2 separate regions of the Mus musculus genome follow, and region 2 is linked to region 1. Evidence: chromatin contacts called from public targeted proximity ligation data. All regions are on one chromosome and are shown on one strand. The core of a region is the stretch at or near the end of the contact, and the rest is flanking DNA. Distances in the headings are between cores, read along the strand shown.

Region 1 (6,182 bases), core at 1,055-3,554:
TGAAGCTGCCACTAAAACCTGTGTTGTTTTTTTGTTTGTTTGTTTGTTTGGTTTGGTTTTTTTTTTTTTTTTTGTCTATTGCACTAAATCATGTGTTTCCTCTAAATGAAAAGAAAAACAACCCATCAGGGGTATAATCTACTGGTGGCAAAAGTAGTATTGTCAGGAGTCGGCAGCAAGGGAAATGTTCTCCAAACTCCCCATGCCCTTTGGTCTCCTCTCATCCAGAGGTCTGCCTGCCCTGTAAGGACTGTTCCCTTAGACGCGCCTGTTGCAGCCTGGAGAGACAGTTCAGTGGAAGCATGCTTATCTAGTATGTCCAAAGCCTTGGGTTTGAGTCACAGCACCATAAAACAACAACAACAACAACAACAACAACAAAGTTCTTTTGCACCCAGACATCGACACCTGAGAAACGGCAAGGAAACGCTGAGATAAGAGATCCTACCACGACCCTGAAGCCTTTGACCCAACCATCATTTTTCATTGCTCCACAGAATTACAGTTCTACCATTTGAGGAGTTCGTATTTGACCTTGCAGTATCTAACTGTCCCTTCTGCAAATTGAGGCTCAAAGGGGGAAGTCTGTCCCCTAACCTTGTACGTACAATGTTTGCAAACGTGTCAACTGTTACAATGCATTGATTTTTGCCAAAGTCAGACTCATGTAAAACACAAGACAGAAAACACATGATCAGACTCCCTTAGCATAAACGTTCCCGAGCACATATTTATTCCCTCCCAGCACTGTGTTTCTGTGGTGTCTCCTTCCAGTGATTTAATTTATGGATAGAGCATTAACAATACTCCCATTCCCAGAAGCTGCTCACGAAGTTCTTTTCCTGTGTCCCTTGGCAGACCCCGTGGTAGCAGTCCTAATCTGTCACCTTTTTATCTACTCCCAACCCTCTCTCGACCCATACATGAAAGTTAAAGCTCACCATGGAATTATTTTCTGTGTAAATGTGAAGTACACACTGTAAACAGTGATCCAAAGAAATAGCATCTAGGTGCCAGAGGAAGTCAGAAGTTACTGCTGCTCACAGTTGCATGGGAGATCCCAGAACCTCTCAGAGAAGAACGGAGAAAACGTGAAACTTGAGCCAGGCGGGCGGGCAACAGTGCAAGCTACGCAGGCATGCTTAACTGTTTAAGGATACTCTTCCTGTGTGACAAGGCTCAGGGGCCCCTAACTCTGAGAAACCAGAGGATGCTGAGATGTTTGGAACACAGAGCTGTGTGTCATCCGGGAGGAAATCAGAAGAGGAGCAACAAGGATTTGAAAGACAAAAGTGAAAAACAGTTTTCCGGGATGCTGGACCCAGTGGTGGACCACAGTAGCAAGCAAGGATGACTTGAGGAAGCAGACACAGGTGGAAAGCAGACTGGGAAGACAGACAGCCAGATGCAGTCTCTGGCTCCTGCGTGACCACAGTATAAGGTATTTCATGCTGTGTTCTTTACTAAAATATCTGAAGCACATGCATGCAGTTAGAGTAGTGGGTCTCAATCAGTGGATGGAGACCCCATTGGGAGTCACAGGGATTTATATCAGATATCCTGCATATCAGATATCCTGCATATCAGATATCCTGCATATCAGATATCCTGCATTTCAGATGTTTACATTACCACTCATAACAGTAGCAAAACTTTCGGTTATGAAGTAGCAATGAAATAATTTTCTGGTCTAGGGTCACCAGCGCATGAAGATCTATTGAAGAGTCACAGCATTAGGAAGGTTGAGAACCACTGACATACAGAGGAGAGGAAAATATGAGGAAGAAAAATTGCCAGGAGCATAAAGGACCAGCAGCCTTCAGAACAAAGTTTCTCAAGTGAATAGAATCACAATTGAGTTTTAAAATTTTTTTTATCCATTTAGACAGTTGATTCCTTATTTTTTCCAGAAATGCTCTGTACTCAGTTCTTCTGTGTCCCTTTTTTTACTGACAGCCACTTGCAGAGAGTTGCTGAGCATTAACGGAGGAAGTCAGATTACCATCTTGCTTTGTAAAGTTTCACGGCGGTGTAGATTTAAAGGCTAACACTGTCTACATCATGCAATTTATTAATAATTTTAAACATCACCCAGATGAAAGCAAATGTCATCATGAGTTAGTAGCAATGACAACAAACCAGCCTAGTGATTTATTTCTCAGAAATAAGAAGGGAGGGGTGCTCCACAGGTCCTAAGATTTTTTTTCTTTGCAAAACCCACTAGACATTTCCCTCGGTTTTGGTCTCAGTCTTACCTCGATGATTCTGCCGTGATTTCTCCCTTCTGCAGCTGCAGTTCCTCTTCCTCGCAGAGCGCCTTGGGCTTTTTATTCCCCAGAACTTGGCAGAGAACCAAACAGTCTAGGAAGAGAGCTGTGGGAGGCAGGATCGGGGCCAACTTTTCTCACTTCTTTGCAATAAGCTAATAGCATTCCTGCCAATGTTACTGTTATCGTTCTGTAAACATCTAAGACTGATTTATGCCTCCCCTCTACCTTTCCTTTATATCTTGATTTTTTATGTGTGTTGGGGGTGAGTGGTAGTGAAGGATGAGGTCTTGCTATGTAGCCTAGGCTGGCCTCTTAATTCATGATCTTCTTGCCTTAGCCTCCAGGGCTGGGGCTGCCGTCTGTTGACACCTGACAGGGCTGGTCAGCGCACCTGTTCTCCTCCTCTGTCTTGGTTGTAAATTTTAACTTCCAAATGATGGATTTTGTGGCCCCTTTCCTCCCAGACTCATAGCAGAATTAGCTCACATACAGCCCTCCCCCATCGTCATGTCCCAGCTCCTCTGCCCCTCACCTTCACAGTTGGGCTCATGGTAAGTTAAACTCCCAAGCCTGACCTTCAGCATTCCTTTATGGACAGTCTTCTGGTTTTTTATTTCACTTTCACCCCTGGCTTATTTTGCAACCTTCATGAAGATGTCACTTTTTTTTTCTTTCAATTTCTTTTATAATAAAATCGTTCCCTGTGGCACATCAGAAATAGGGAGCTTATCTACAGATAGAAACTCTCAGAGCTCCATGTACCTCAACATAGCTGACCTGCCTCCCTACTCTGACCACAGAACAATTAACCTACTAAATGATTGATGATGATAAAGGAAAGGAAACACTAGTGGTTTGAAGAGTCCACATGAGGAAATAAGAAACAAAAATCCTTTAGGAGAACTAGACTAAGGTACTTCATATGATGTAAAGTCACCACCAGGACAATAAAAATCTGTAGTTCCCACATAGACCAAACAAGGTAGCTTGAAGAAAAAAAAATAATAAAGACATGCTTCTAGGGATAAGTAGCATTTGCCTTCTTGCATAGAAACTTCATTGCAACAAGACTGATGTGGAGTTGAAACAGAGCCAACTTCCTTGCCCTTTCCAAAGGACCAATGCTCCTTCCCCTTAGCCACTAAGCAGCATCAGAAACAGATCCCTAGAGACAGGCAGCCAGAGCCAGACTGGATGGACTCGGGGGAATGTGCACTGTACGGTGGCAAGTGGAGGGCGGCATGTCTTAAGAGAGGAACAGGAATACCTGTCGAGATGTGATTGGGTTGAGAGAACAGAGCGGGGAGAAGCTAAGAGACAGATTGAGGCCATTCACAGAGTGACTACCCTCCCCACGTGGTAGGAAGAGTAAGTTACATGTCCCATAACTCAATTTTAAAATGAAAATGTCAGTGCGCTTGCGACAATCCTTTTTTTTTTCAGTAGTATGGATTATTTTTTTATTAGATATTTTCTTTATTTACATTTTAAATGTTATCCTCTTTCCTAGTTTCCCTTCTGAAAATCCCCTATCCCCTTTCCCTGCTCCCCAATCCACCCACTCCCATTCCTGGCCCTGGCATTCCCCTATACTGGGGCATAGAACCTTCACAGGACCAAGGGCCTCTCCTCCCATTGATGACCGACTAGGCCATTCTCTGCTACATATGCAGCTAGAGTCACAAATCCCTTCGTGTGTTTTCTTTGGTTGGTGGTTTAGTCCCAAGGAGCTCTGGGGGTACTGGTTAGTTCATATTGATGTTCCTCCTATGGGGCTGCAAACCCCTTCAGCTCCTTGGGTCCTTTCTCTAGCTCCTTCATTGGGGACCCTGTGCTCCATCTGATGGATGACTGTGGCTTGCTTCAATACTTAAGCAAACGGTTAGTGAAATCTTCTCCAGTTTGCCCACCAATGAACAGTGGAAATGATATAGAGAGAATAGAAGTGGCTCCTGGGCGGGGTTCTCTCAGTAACCGTTATTCACCAGGCAGGCTTCAGCCTACTGAATCATGCGCTAGTGAGTAGAAAAAAACCCCTGACCGTCAGACAGTTACCCATCTGGGGACGTCATCATTCCCAACCTCTTTGCTCATTCACTCTGTGCTGTGACAAAGAACATAACTAGGAAAGGAAGTGTGGTCTGCCAAGTGAATGGGGTCAAGGCCACTGATGAGCCCAGCATTTGCCTTGTGGGAGTCACGGACATGGCTCACTGTCCCTCTCTTAGTTCTCCATGTTAGTGCCCACAAAGATAATCCATAAGCCACAATGATTCTGAAATGGGAGCTATTAGTGGCAGCAGGAGACTAGTGTGGTGCTGCTGTCTATAGCCTGCGGAGGTTCCCACTTAGGGGACCCCACCCCAACAGCGGTTGGGATCTTGATTTACACTGTAGGAAATAAGTTCAGGTTGAATCACTATATAGCAGAGTTGGGGTTAATAAGGACATAAGCAGAGATATTTGGAAAGACAGATGAGACTTAACAATACCCATGGATATGATTTTATATCTTTTAAAGTTAAATTGCTTAAAGGAGATCTTCTCAACCTTCTTATTGCTGCTACCCTTAAATGACAGTTGCTTGTGTCATGGTTGACTCCCCAACCATAAAATCATCTTTGTTGCTACTTCATAAATGCAATTTTGCTACTGTTGTGAATCATAACGTAAATATCTGTGCTTTCCAGTGGTCCTAGGTGACCCCTGTGCAAGGGTTGTTCAACCCCTATGGGGTGGAGACCCACAGGTTGAGAACCACAGGCTTGAAGAGTTTATTTTCCATCCAGGTTTAGAGATGAAGCAAAGGTTAAAACTTAAACAAAAACCTAATGTTATAAAATTAACTTTAAACTGTGGGAGGCCAGTTGACTTAATTTCTCTTTGCATATGGAATTTCCTTTTGTAAATGAAATTCTGAAATGGTTTATTAAGTGTACCATTCAGGTCTATAGGCATCGATATATTCAACTCAAAGGTCATATGCACTTTGGCTCTGAGTGAACATGGTTTGCTGCGATTTAGTACTCTTTTCTGAGTTGAATCTCTCAGAAAAAAAATGAGCATTTCTCTGTAAGCAGTCTTCATAACATGTTTTTAGTTGTGTTTGAATACTTTATTTTCACCACTGAGAAATACAAACCAGATCAAACAAATCAGTCACTTCTTCACTTTTCCCATCTTTCTGTCCTGATTTGGGAAATATTTGAGGCCACATCCCTATCTCTATTCATTAGAACCCAGACAGCGCTGCCCAGAGAAGAGATTCCATGCATCTGACAAGTTTAGCTTGGCTTAGCAGGTCTCAGACCTTTCCCAGAACCGCAAACATTTTCTAAGACTTTTTTTTTTTTTTTTTTTTTTTTTTTTTGTTTGAGATAGTGTCTGTCCTGGAACTCACAGAGGTCATCCCTGCTGGGATTGAAAAGGTATCCCACCATATCAGACCCTAAGATAAAACCAAAACTACCATGTGTGCCAACCTCCAGATGTTAGACAAACACCATTGCTTCAAGTCCTTTCGTTTTGGGAGGCTTCCAGACCCTAGAGTTTCGCAGAAGAAACACCAACCTTCCAATCCATCAAGATGTCCCACTGTGCCCCACACCTAAGGAATGTTCTGGGAAACGCACATGCAGAATGTGGATTGCTTCCCATCCCACCCACTCGTACAGAGGCACTGACAATGCCTGCAATCCCTAATCCCATCCCTTTATTTCCTGAGCCCCACCACAGTGTAAACCATTGTACCTTATAGAGTGTGCAAAATTTCCTCATTTTCTTCTTAATTAAACAAAATATTTTATATACATGTGTGTGAACAAGGGTTCATGTATGTGCACCAGTGTGCAGATCAGAACAGGTATCCGATCCTCTGGAAGAGAGTTGCAGGTGACTGGGAACTGAACCTGG
Region 2 (6,182 bases), core at 2,687-5,186, 190 kb before region 1:
TTTTATGAAAACCACAACACTTACCACGCTTCTGTGGGAAGGAAGGTAGGACTGTGTACAGCAAAACAAACAAACAAACAAACAAACAAACAGAAATGAGCAGAAAGGCTAGCTAGAAGATTAGTCATGAACAGAGAGACACCTCCCCACCACCATCCAAACAGCCTGAGATCATTTTTTGAGGTGGTTTGAACCAAAGCAGAACCATTTTACAGAACTGGACTCAAGCTATTCAAAAGTCTTCTGAGCAGCCTCTTGGTTCTGGCTTAATTTGTTGAGATGCAGTCTCATGTAACCAGTGGTTACAGTGTACCCAGGATAGCTCTGTTTACTCAGTGCTTCGTTATTGGCGCTTACTGCTCTTAATTGGCACAGGGAGCAAGCCTGGGGCTCTCTCTGTGCATGCTAGGCAAAGCCCTCTGTCACCTGAGCCATATCCAAAGTCTGATGTCTTTATCCTAAAAGGGCTTTGCTGCTGCTTTGGGGTGATTTATGAAGGACCATTTGGTTGTGCAGCAACCACAGTTGTAGACTGAGATATTGTCAAGAATTCAAACATCAAGATTTTACCTTCCCTCATCCTATAAAATAAAAAGCGAAAATAAAAAGAGAAGTCTTGGCTGAGAAAGGATCAGATAGATCACTTCCTCTCCCCATTTCCCGCTCTCCACAGGTGGACCAACACAAGGAGAACCTGGCCGCCATCATGATCACGTATCCATCTACCAATGGTGTATTTGAAGAGAATATCGGCGATGTGTGCGCCCTGATTCACCAACACGGAGGACAGGTCTACCTCGACGGGGCGAACATGAATGCCCAGGTGCAGATACTTAGTGCCCGTTGGAAAAGGAATATAGAGTTTTCTTTTTAATTTTTTAAAGGTTAATTTTATTGTGAAACCAAGCAGCTTATATTGTCAGGAGTGCCATTCCTCCGGGGACATGACCTGGCAAGTTCTCAGTTCCCTAGATGATGGAGTTTTAGAACCAAGTTCTGGGCAGCCATTGGTAGATGCTCAGTTCCCATGGCCCACTTTACCTGGGGTTTTTAACATCATCAGGACCTCCAGGGATTCAGTCCTGCCTTCCTCGGTTGCAGGAGTGACTGCCAGTGAACAACTGCCTCCTTAACTTTTTCCTTCCTTCGTTTGAATCGTTTGATTCCGTTCATAAGTGCAGTCCAGGGGTCGTGCTCTGCTTCAGCAGCAAACGTGTCTTTCCACCTTCATCGGCGGCTGGATTCCCAGTTGAATAGCGCAGCTAGGTATCTGTATTGTCTCAGGAAAATTGGCAGCCTCACTCCCTCCTCCTCAGCCCAGCATCCTCTAGGACCCAGAGTCTAGGTGCACATAATAAATACCCAGCCTTGAACTGGCCAGGGAAGGTGGTGCTGATCCTGTAAAAGCTGCCTGTTCCATAGAGTGAACACATTGCAGCTCAGGGTTAGTAGTGCTGCCTCTCCTTTCTCCTAAGGTAGATATTTAGTTAAGGACTGCCCCAGCGCGTGTTTTTAAATCTGAATAGGGCTAAAGGTTCAGTTTCCATTTCCAAAGAAACCACAGTCACTTTGACTGTGGAATGCCAGGTTGTCTACAGAATCTTTTAGGAACACCTTTTACGGTAAATATTTAAGTTTGTGTGTGTGTGTGTGTGTGTGTGTGTGTGTGTGTGTGTGTGTGTGTGCATGTGGAGGTCAAAGGAGAACTTGCTGGAGTGGGTCTTCGGGATCAAACTCAGGTAGTAAAACTTAGTGTCAAACGCCTTTACTCACTGAACCAGCTCACCGGCCCCTAGGAAGCTTTTCTGTGGGCTTTATGGGTGTGGCTCTGCTGCTCCTTTCCTGGGGAGACAAACAGCCCAGAACAGCATGTCCTTCCTGCGTGCTAGGAAGTTGACTTTCGCTCTTTCCCTTTGGATAGGTGGGAATCTGCCGCCCTGGGGACTTTGGGTCAGACGTCTCTCACCTAAATCTTCACAAGACCTTCTGCATTCCCCACGGAGGGGGCGGTCCTGGCATGGGGCCCATCGGAGTGTGAGTTGTGGGGTGCTGGCTTCGGGATTGTTTAGAAAGCAGCATGCATGGCCCAAAACTTCTTATTCTTCCTATCCGAGTCTTCAAGTCCGAGGAATTAACCTTCATGTCTAGTGCACTTCCAGCAGCTGGATGCACAGCTGGAGTGTTTTAGATTAGGTCCAAAGAAAAAACGGTATTCACTTAGTAACCATGGTATCCACTCAGCCTCTCTGGGCTCCGAGAGCATGCTTGTTAAACAATGAGCAGGAAGCCGTTCTAAAGTATAAGGGGTCAGAGCTAGAATGTTAGTACCTGTGTCATGGATTTGACCGCACATTTCCAAGAGTTATTTATTTATTTATTTATTTATTTATTACACTTTTCCTTAAAAAAAAAATAGCTTATAATTGCTGGGTGTGGTGGCACTTGCCTTTATTCCCCGCAGTCGGGAGGCAGCGGCAGGCAGATCGTTGTGATTTCAAGAGCAGCCTATTCTACAGATCAAGTCCAGGACAGCCAGAGCTGTTACACGGAGAAACTCTGTCAACACAACAAAACCAAAAAAAAAAAAAAAAAAAAAAAGCTTATGACAATATTGAGAGTGATTTAGTTGGAAGGCAGACAGCGAACTCCATTTAGGTTTAATTTTCATCATGTCTTTGATGAATAAGGTGGAAACAAATTTTATTACCAGAGGTAACTGGTTGACGTCAACATGGATGACGGAATATATTTTAGCTGTTGATCGTTTCCTCGCTATAGTAACAGCATTATCCAGAGCTCCTGGAGTTTTCAAAATGTGTGGTGGTGATCGGGGCAGGGATGTGTTTAGCGTTGCTGGGAGCCCGGCTGTCTTTTCCTTTTGATCTATATTACGTATAGCTAATGAGTGTCCCGGGTGGTTCAGAGGGTGCATAGTAGGGCAGTGTTCGTGGGTTAGGCTCCAAGTGGAGGGCAGGGGCATCAGATCAGCAGCCTGCCGTAGCCAACAGATAGCTTGAAGGATGCAGGTTGCTATGAGGAGGCTGTGTGGGGCTGCCGCTGCCAAGTTGTCCACCACAGTCCTTGGAAGCTACTAGAGGGGAGGGAGGAGAGGGAGGAAGGGAGGGAGAGAGGGAGGGAGGGAGGGAGAGAGGGAGGGAGGGAGAGAGGGAGGGAGGGAGGGAGGGAGGGAGAGAGAAATGAATTGAGAGAATCCACCTGAGTTGCTTTCTGGTAATTTGTCCCCTACAAGTGTCATGTCCCTACCACCATGAGTGTTCAGAGCTCCTAGAGACGGTGGCCACTTGGTTCAGTTGCGTCTTTTCCGCATCATTTCAATGTGCGCTTTAAACCAACACAGGAAGAAGCACCTCAGCCCCTTTCTGCCCAGCCACCCCGTCATTTCCATAAAGCCAACTGAAGGCACCTGGCCCGTGGGCACTGTCAGTGCAGCCCCGTGGGGTTCCAGCTCCATCCTGCCCATTTCATGGGCTTACATTAAGGTGAGCTTAAGAACACGCGTGACTGTGGGGCGGTGGGACTCACTTTCTCAGAGGGGCCAAAAATGAAATCTGTGACCTGAGAAGGGACCCAGGGGACAGTGCTGATGACTGGGGTAGAGGGAAACCTTCTAGAAAGAGCCACCCAGAACTGTTTCATCTGTTTCTTTGGGCTCTCATGATGGCTTTACATTTTTTCCAGACATGATTAAGTTCCATGAGTCATGCGGCTGTTCTGGCTGCGTCATTTGGTTTCCTGTTGGGTACACACAGCTCCATGCAAGTGAAAAGCACTGTGCGTGGTCATCGTGACGCTTTGCTGCGATCCTGGGGTACAGGATAGTGTGCATTTCTTGGCAGCACGGAGGATGAGATATGATGTATCGAGAATTTGGGGGTGGTTCTAGAACCCTGAGCAGTCTCAGGACTTGGGGAACTGTGATTTTAGGGGTAATTGAGCTTGACCGAGAGAGTCGGCTTACCCCCCTTGTCCTTCTCCACGGAAATATTCAAGCCGGAATTGATTTTATGCAGTTCTTGTTCAGACTGGCCTGCCCACGTCCTAGGGTCCAATCTGTGAATAGGCACTCTTGCTAGGTTGTTAATTAGAGCAGCCTTTTCATACCAGTGGCTCTTGTTAAAGAAAGGGTAGCCTCGAGTGAGACAAAATCGCAAACTCAACTATACAAATTGTGCTGGGTAATTGTGGGGCTTGCTCTGTTTGAATGCGATGACATTTATGACTCTTCTTTAGAAGATTGTTATTTTCTATTTTGAGACCCAGTCTCCTTATATAGTCCAGTCTGGATACAAGCCTATGATTCTCTTGTATCAGCCCCCTAAGTGTGGGACTGACTATAGGCATGGATGGTCATGAGACTGCCCGGTATTTATGACTTCTTTTTACGTAATAGTTTGAGACTTTGTTTATTGTATGTTTATGGATGTTTTGTCCGTTTATATGTCTGTGTACTGTGTCTATACAGTGCCTTTTGGGTATATTAGATTGCCTGGGATTGGAATGGCACATTTAGGTATTAGCCACTGTATGGGTCCTGAAAACAGGAAGAGCAGCCAGTTTTTTTAAGCACTAAGTCATTTCTCCAGTCCCTATAATTCTTACTTTATTTTTGTTCCCCCCCCTTTTTGGTTTATTTTTGTTTTTGTTTTTGTTTTTGAGACAGGCGTCTTTGCGCTCCTAACCCAGCTGCGTCTGTCTCCCGAGTCCTGGCCTTCCCAGCATGCATCTCATTCAAGCATGCCCAGCTTCATTTATGATTTTTAATGAAAAGTTTATTGGAAGCAAAGGCAACAGTTCTGTGCCCTGGAGCCTTGAAGCTGCCTTTGAAATGTTGTGCAAGTCGTTTGCAAATTAGAGGAACACGCCCGAAGAGAATGAAAATTGTCTTCTTTGCAAACAACCAAACCCCCAGTTCCCTTTGATCCATGGATCCTGTAAAATTGGGCTATTTGTACGAACAAATTTGGTCTGGAGATGGTTTCTTACATATAGAAAGTAAAGTCCCTAAGGCTGTTTTGGTCATAAGCCCAGAATACCAAACCGAGCATGAGTGTTAAAGCTAAGTAAGTAGTGTTTGTTTGAGCCTTATCTTATTTCAGGCTATTACTTCTCCCATAGACACACTGGGTGGAGCTTCTTCATTATCCTCTGCACCCATTGTGGATACTCTCTCCCCGATGCCCCTGAACCCCTCCTGATGTCCTTCTACTGTCACTGCCTGGTCTCACCAGCATGCGCTTTGGCCCCATCCCACTGAGAATAAAACCCAACTGATGTGTCCTTGTGCTTGGAGCCACCATCATGTAGGAAGGGAAGTGGGAAGTTGGCTGGGCCATGTCCATGTCAAAGCAAAGACTTAGGACTTGAGATCCTAATCCACGCTGCTGCGGTGACTCCCAGATGACAGTCATGTGCCTTTCCCACTGTAAGCTGTTGTCAGTCCTCTCACTCGGCACTCCCCAACACCCTATTCCCAGACCCAACCTCCCCTCATTTGCTTGTTTTCAAGGTTCTGGTAGAGTTTACCATTCACTTTCAGATGGCTCACTAGGGTCACATTGCTCTCTCTTCACTTTGAACTTTGAACCGCTGTTTTGTTCAGTTGTGTGCTTGGATGTGAGGTCCCTCAGTCATGAACACTGGTGTAATCTTGATTTTTAAACCCTTTGCCCTTCATGTCCTTCACCCTGTATGATGGCAAGGACTCACCACCAAAATAAGAAAAGATTGAGGCTGGCAGTTGCTATACACAAACATGAACAACATTTACATTCCTCATTGTGGGCAATGGAAAGGCTAACCACACAAAATTGATCTGGTGGACTTTGGCCAAGATCTCATCAGATTCCTCAAAATTCTCATTACATCTTAAATTCACATAAATGAAAAATACACATTACAACATTTCTAAGAACAGTTCTTTTTTTCTTCTCTTTGAAGAGCAGTAGCAGGCAGTCAGCTGTGCCCTACTTTCAGGCTTTGTTGCTATGACCCCGCCCCCAAAAAGAAAAATAAGTAAAATTAGCATTGAAAGAAAAAAAAATTTTCAGCCGGGCGTGGTGGCGCACGGCTTTAATCCCAGCATTCAAGAGGCAGCGGCAGGCGGATTTCTGAGTTTGAGGCCAGCCTGGTCTACAGAGTGAGTTCCAGGACAGCAAGGGCTA

What was found.
Region 2: a contact with region 1 is called in a targeted proximity ligation map of pancreatic cancer cells. A contact is called at or near these places in 4 of 484 Hi-C or Micro-C datasets (the MNK3 cell line, bone marrow-derived macrophages, embryonic fibroblasts and 1 more) and 3 of 130 datasets of targeted methods (the 230-238 cell line and pancreatic cancer cells).

The regions. Positions count from the first base shown.
Region 1 is chr19:29,921,235-29,927,416 of GRCm38.p6, reverse strand. It overlaps Il33 (interleukin 33), which reads right to left and starts at 2,304. Exons shown (of 8, transcript NM_133775.3): 1 at 2,256-2,304. Gm41832 (a long non-coding RNA gene) reads left to right here and starts at 373. Exons shown (of 5, transcript XR_877808.2): 1 at 373-1,441.
Region 2 is chr19:30,111,040-30,117,221 of GRCm38.p6, reverse strand. Gldc (glycine decarboxylase) reads left to right here. Exons shown (of 25, transcript NM_138595.2): 18 at 674-823; 19 at 1,922-2,034; 20 at 3,359-3,500. Among named protein-coding and RNA genes, the nearest start is that of Gldc, 61 kb to the left of the region's middle.